2 separate regions of the Mus musculus genome follow, and region 1 is linked to region 2. Evidence: chromatin contacts called from public HiChIP or PLAC-seq data. All regions are on one chromosome and are shown on one strand. The core of a region is the stretch at or near the end of the contact, and the rest is flanking DNA. Distances in the headings are between cores, read along the strand shown.

What was found. HiChIP or PLAC-seq counts read pairs in DNA pulled down with a chosen protein or histone mark.
Region 1: a FOXA1 HiChIP or PLAC-seq map of pancreatic cancer cells shows a contact between it and region 2. The contact joins two enhancer-like sites. A contact is called at or near these places in 3 of 115 datasets of contacts at active chromatin or transcription factors (embryonic stem cells and pancreatic cancer cells) and 1 of 9 other capture datasets (embryonic stem cells).

Annotation. Positions count from the first base shown.
Region 1 is chr16:25,040,508-25,043,947 of GRCm38.p6, reverse strand. No RefSeq gene overlaps it. Among named protein-coding and RNA genes, the nearest start is that of A230028O05Rik, 17 kb to the left of the region's middle. Within about 2 kb of position 1,482, at least 137 of the 459 cell types and tissues checked have an H3K27ac peak or open chromatin away from gene starts, as enhancers often do. A contact at or near this core is called in pancreatic cancer cells, where this site is marked.
Region 2 is chr16:23,165,504-23,168,780 of GRCm38.p6, reverse strand. No RefSeq gene overlaps it. Among named protein-coding and RNA genes, the nearest start is that of C730014E05Rik, 8.1 kb to the left of the region's middle. Within about 2 kb of position 1,415, at least 52 of the 459 cell types and tissues checked have an H3K27ac peak or open chromatin away from gene starts, as enhancers often do. A contact at or near this core is called in pancreatic cancer cells, where this site is marked.

The DNA of each region.
Region 1 (3,440 bases), core at 233-2,732, 1.9 Mb before region 2:
AAATGTCAGCGTTTGAATCTATATCCCAAACTGTCATATGTGGTAAATACAGAGACCACTGCCCAGACCTCTTTTATGCCAGTCTCTTTCAGAGGACAGGTATTTGGTTTTCCCTGGTTTTTGGCAACAGCCAAGAGGATCTAATTCTGACACCTGTATTCTGAGGGGGCAGCTGGACACAGCAGGGCAGATGAGAATATCTAAAATAGTTTTCTAGAACTGTATTTGTCTGTCAGCAGGGTGACAGCCATAGTCTTGGGACAGGAAAATAGAGACAGAGACAGAGAGACAGAGAGAGAGACAGAGAGACAAAGGGAGAGAAAGCGATCAGGCATAGATTTTTAAGTCTCAGAGTTTGAGATGCCCTGGAGCATTCTGGGTAAGTAGTGGTTTGGTGAGGGAGGGGGAAAAGAAAATCCATGGATCTTGTAACATTTAGGGAAAGGGAAAAGATTCAGCTCAGTGGCATGACTGGGCTTGACTAGACAGCTATAGTCTATGAGAACAAACCTGAGAGTCTCATCTGACCTCTGCTGAACTGGATGAACATCTTCGCTGCGATGCTCTTCTGACACAGAGTTTAGGAGCTCACAGTTGGAAACCACAGCTCCGTAGGGCTGTGGGATTGGCTTAGAATAGCTGTAATACAAAGACTGGAGAGCCTGAAACAGCCAAGTGCAGCCAGCCCCTCCCATCTCCACACTACTGCTTCAAACACTTGTAGACATGAAAGGCTTGTCAGGGGAATGTTAAGGGTAGCCAAAAGATGGAGATGGTAGTCTGTGTGAGAAACATGCTAGTGAAGTCCTGGGTGCTAAGCAGAGCGTTTGTGGTCAGCATAGTTGGGAACAAGTGGATAGGGATTCAGGCAGAGCTTGGCTTACAAAGCTAGGAGTAGGTGCACATCTTCATACCTGAGCCAGGCTCAGAGGCAGGTCGAGTCCTGCTAGGGTAAAGAAAAAGAAATGCATTCTCGTTTCACTTTATAGCAACAAGGAGGCAGAAGCCCAGCCCAGGAGAAATGATATGTGCAAGGAAGTGAAAGGGGACTGCTGGCTCCAAGTTTGAAGAGAAGAACCACTCCCTGGGGGTATGGAAGTTGGGCTAACAGCCAGACTGAAGGAGCTGATTTCTTGGAGCTATAAACCTAGAAATTCGAAGCACTGACTTTTTCCTTACTGAAAATGAGGTTTACTCATTGCTTAACCTAAGGTCTTTACAGAGCCCACATGGCATCCCATACAGACGACTAGAAGAAGAAGAGGAAGAGGAGGGAGAGGAGGAGGAAGAAGAAAAAGAGAGGAAGAAGGAGAAGGAGGAAGAGGAGGAGGGAGGGGAGGAGGAAGAGGAGGAGGAAGAGGAAAGCCAGGGGTCTCTAGGTGCACCAACTGGCCCCCTAGTTCCCTGTGTGACTTTAAGTGAGACTCACCACCTTCCTGAGCATCAATCATCCCATGTCTTACATGTTGGTGTTGGATCACAGCAGAGCTATGCAGCTGTGTTCCATGAAGCCAAGAGATCCAGGCAGGGAACACACAGGCTCCATCCTGGCAGATGCTCGGGGAAAGAACAAAGAAGCAGAACTTGATCCTTGATCCTCTGTAGCTTGGAGCAGTTCTGTTGTTAAGTTTAGTATGTTGGGTTTCCCTATAAGATTTTATTTGAAAGTCACAATAAGAGAGGAAATCAAAAAGAAAGGGAGCCAAGGAGAGCGTGAGGCTGGATGGTCTCCAGCCTGTTGCAGGCTGGCTGCTGTTTTCTGACTCACCCCAGTGTTCTGCCCACACTTTCAAGAACCACTTCCCTTCCTCTCTGCCACCATCTCAGGGAAGAATCCATAGCGTACGTAAGCCCAGAAAAAAGCCACTGCTTAGATCTCATTTCCCAGCTCTGAAGAGTGCTGGCTCACAGAGAAGAAAATTGGGGGATTTTGTGGGCTGAGTGGGAGGAGACCTGAGGCCCAGGGCTGTAAATCAGGCTTGGAGGTTTGGATTCCCAGCAGCCTGACCTTCAGACACCCTTCCCTCCTCCGGATACCTTCATGCTCACACTCAGGCACAGGGAAGCATGCCCAGCTTCACACTGCCCCTGGAAGCAGGGCCCACTTGGAAGAGCTGTTTTGATTTTTCAGGAAAAATTGCTCATAGCCAAACTTCCCTCCCCAAGACCAACACAGGCAGGGATTTCCTACGTGCTTGAACAAGGAATATTCTGGAAGTCTGTTGGCCACCGTCTGGCCAAAAAAAAAAAAAAAAAAAAAAAAAAAATTAAAACACAACAATAATAATACAAAAAACCCCACATAGCTAACATACCCACCTGAGGTAGAGTATCATATATAATTTTATTTTTGTTCCCTAAATAAGCCCTTCTGCTGCCAGTCTCAGTACATCTCAGATAGGCCTACTTGCCCATTGCCGACTCCACATGGCATGTCTCTCAGTTCCCCAATCCACAAATCCAGGAATTTCACAAGCTTGGGAAGTTGGCACACCAGAGAAACTGATTTCTTTTGCCCTTGCACAATTCCCCTGTCGATAGAGTGCGTCTTTCTGACAGGAAAGAGTTGGCTGAAACTACTAAACCTGTGTGGGGTGCTGGTGTGGGAGTCAAGGGTGCAAGTCCCTGGTCTTCCCTCTCTGTGGTCACCAGCGAGTCGCTTCCTCCTTCTAGGCCTGCTTAAAGACAAGGCTCCTCCATTCAGGTAGTTTGTATGCATAGCTTTCCTTGACCAAGTCTCAGCTGAAGGCAATGTGGAATACCTCGGCGGAAAATGATTCCGGAGATCGCTAAAACATCTGTTGTCGAAATCAGTCTTGCTTCCGGCAGCAGAACAATCCCTCATCCCCCGAAATCCCAGTGTGTCGAAGGTGAGGCTTGTAAGGACCAACTCAGAAGGTGAAAGCTCTGGTAGCGGTTACACCGCAGGTCTTGGAGCAGAGGCCGGTAAGTGCAGGTCTAGAGGGGCTCCTAAGAGAGCTTTTACCTAAATTAGGATTTAAAAGCCATGAACTTCTTGGACAAGGAAGAAAAGGAACACAGAAGAAGAAATATGGAAGGCAGGGAATTGGGGAATTTTCAGAAAGAGTCCCCCCAATGACTACAAAATGTGGGCTGAGAGAAGGGGCACAAAGTGGTGTTCCCTAGGAACATGTATGTTCGTCTAGACTATCGATTCTCAACCGTCCTAATCCTGTGACTCTTTAATACAGTCCTCCCTTATGGGTGGTGATCCCCAATCATGAAGTTATTTTTGTTGCTACTTCATAACTGTAATTGTACTACTGTTATGAATCGTAATGTAAATATGTGTATTTTCTTATGGTCTTAGGCTACCCCTATTTAGGTACCATTCGACCTCCAAAAGGATCACGACTCTTAGGTTGAAACATGTTGGGCTTTAGGGCTTACATTTTTTCCTCTCAAAAACAATGAGGAGG
Region 2 (3,277 bases), core at 166-2,665:
ACACTTCACAGAGTTTTGCTTGTGCACACATGTTTAGGGCTGACCACTGGGACTGGCTAGCCTAGGCAGAAGCGTGCCCCTGGAGACGACTTGTTTGCCTTCTCTCAGCAGCCACTGATGCCAGGAGCTCCTCACCTAGGGCTGGGGCCCTGTGACATTCCCTTATCCTCATGGTATGTCAGTTAGTGTCATCATTAAGCAAATCTTGTTTGGCCAGCTTTTAAAGGCAATAAAGCTACATTTTTTATTTTGTAGTCATACCTATCTTTTCCTTTGGGGGTCGATAATCAGATATCGTGCACATCAGATATTTACGGTATGAGTCATAACCTCATCAAAATTACAGTTATGAAGTAGCAACAAAAACGACACTGTGCTTAGGGGTCATCACAAGAGGAGGAAATACAGTAAAACATTAGGAAGGTCAAGAATCACTGGTCTACAGTCTCTTACACACTTTCTTCTCTGATCACTCTCACTTTGTCCCTTGGCTGGACTGGAACTCTCTAAGTAGACCATGCTGGTCTAGAACTCACAGAGATCCTCTGCCTCCTGAACGCTGGGAGTAAAGGTGTGGACTACCACACATAGCAAACTTTTTTTGGGGGGGGGGAGACAGAATCTCATATAGCCCAGGTTGGCTCAGATTTTGAACTTTCTGTGTTTGAGGACCTTCAACTTCCTCCCTCCTGTCTCCATTTCCCAAGTGCCGAGTTCACTGGTGTTTAGTTTATGAGTGCTGGGACTTGAACCCAGCACTTCCTGTGTGTTAGGCAAGCACTTTGCTAACTGAGCTACATCCCCAGCCCTATTGCAAATGACTTTTCTGAACTGTTTGCACATTCGGTCAGGCCCTTCTAAGAAAAGAACTGTAATAAGTGGAGTTCGTAAGCTTCCCGTACTGTAGACTCTAATTCAGAGCAGTCTATTCTAACTTGGCTGCTTGATCTTAGGTCTGGAGTGAACCCCCCTCGTCGGCTGTGGTTTTGTACCCAGGTAAGGCTAGCTGTTTATCGCACTATCCCACCCATCAGGTACTTTGCTTTCTTTCTTTTCAGCAAATCTCTCGCTGGCTCCGCAGCCCTGGCTAACCTGGAAATCCAGTGTAAATCAGCGTCACCCTTCCCATGCAGCAGCTTTAATGGGGCCACATTTACCCTGACTCCTCTCCACTTCAGATTCACTTTCTCTGTGGTAAGGAAGCTGTATTTTATTTTTAATTCTTATTTTTACATTTTATGCACTGTATAATTTAAAACGTTTTGTTGGTTATTTTAAAGTAAAGTAACCTTAACATTGACTCAGCCTCGTTCAGCTGGTTTAAACAAGCTCCCCCTGCAAGACACTCCCTGGATTGTCCTTGTATTCTACTACAAGGAACCTAAGACCTCAGAACTTGTCCAGTTGAACGATGGCTAAGACATTTCCTCATGTTTCCTGTTAACAGCCAGACTCTCTGTCATAAGACAAACTCAGTGACTCACTTCCCAAGGCAAGAATTTTTCCACAAGACCGTGAACATTCAAGCAAAAGGTCCTGTGAACAACCTGTGCCCCAAATGTCTCAGAGCCAGCAGGAAAACGGTCATTGGGATTCTTCCTCTTGTCTACATGGGCTCTGGGTCTGCTCCTTGTTAAGCTGTCTAAGAGCTGTGGCTTTGAACACGTTAGCTTCTCTTACACCCAGCTTTCAGATAGATCAACTTGGTCAGTGATGTTTTATAAAGTGCCATGAGGATTAAATAAAATAATACCTTTTAGGTACTTCAATAATATTATTGATATTTTTTCATTGTCATATGTCTTGTACATATGAGATGCCGAATAAATATTTGCTAAATGAATACATGGCTTCTGTAAGCCAGTGATGAAATGGAAAGTTTCACAGAGGTTTCTAAGATGGTAATTGAAGGCTAATAAATAAATGGGAAATGGCAGTTTTTTATTTTATCCTGTGACAGCCTAATAATAGTGCCTTTGTTGATCCATTAACAAATATTTTTGCATGACTAGACCTCAGAAGACCTCAGACTGATCCCTGGGCACAGGCACAGAACAGTTCCTGGCCCTATGTCATTGGATGCAAATAAGAAACTTAGTCTAAGCTCAAAAGAGTAACTGTAAAAATCTAGGAACTGTGTGTCAAAGGACTCTTGAGGAGAAACGTGGGGAGCTTTCAGAAATCAAGGGGAACTCCCCTATCCTTCCTCTCCCTTCCCTCCCTCTCTTCCCTCCCCCTCCCTCCTCCTCCCCTATCCTCCCTCTCCCCCATCTCTCCTCCCCTCATTTATTTCTCTGTAGCTAAGCTTCTTTTTCCTATACTGCATAGTAGAAGATGGCCACCTATGAGCTTTAAGTCTGCATAGTGTGTTCTGATCCACACTCATGGAAGAATCTGGCTGACCCAGTCTGTCTGGAGAGGCTATAGCAGAATTCTACCCTGGGTAATTTAAAAGGCATAGAAAATCGTAATTCATAATGGCACACAACTGTAACTCCCATTCTTGGGAGACTTAGGAGACCTCCAGGTGGAGGCCAATGTAGGTTCTCGAGCAAACTGCTTCAAAACATTTTTTATTAGCTCAAATTTCTGGAGAGTGGGGAAATCTAAGATTAAGACAACAGAGCTGGAGAGATGGCTCAGCAGTTAAGAGCACTGGCTGCTCTTCCAGAGGTCATGAGTTCAATTCCCAGCAACCACATGGTGGCTCACAACCATCTATAGGGGAATATGATGCCCTCTTCAGGCAGGCGGATGTATATGCAACAGAGCACTCATACATTAAATAAATAAAGTTAAAAAAAAAAAAAATGACAGCAGTGTGTGGCCAAGCCCTCCTTGCTGAAGCGATCACATGGCAGCGAGGCAAAAGAGAAAAAGGCAGACTGGCCTCCCAGGGTGGACGTGTTAATCCTTTCATTAGAACAGGCACCAGTTAATGGCTTTGCCTCTTAACTACTTTTCACAATGGCAACTAAATCTCAACAGGAGCTGGAAGTGCACGTTGAAACCAGCGCGGGGCGTACTTCAAGTCCCCACTTGAGGCCGTTCAAAGGCTTTTAGGAGAAGGAAATCATGGGGCATCTTAAGGGTACCGGAAAAGCAGTTCTAGGAGGCTGCCCCCAGGAGGTTGAAGGAAATATGACAGCATCTAGCAGTTCCTGCAGGTGCTCACACATCACAGCCATGACCCTGACCACGAACTGAACCACAGTCATCTGTTTTCCTTTAAGGATTTCATAAGTGCATATACTTTGTTTCAATCAAATCAACCCCC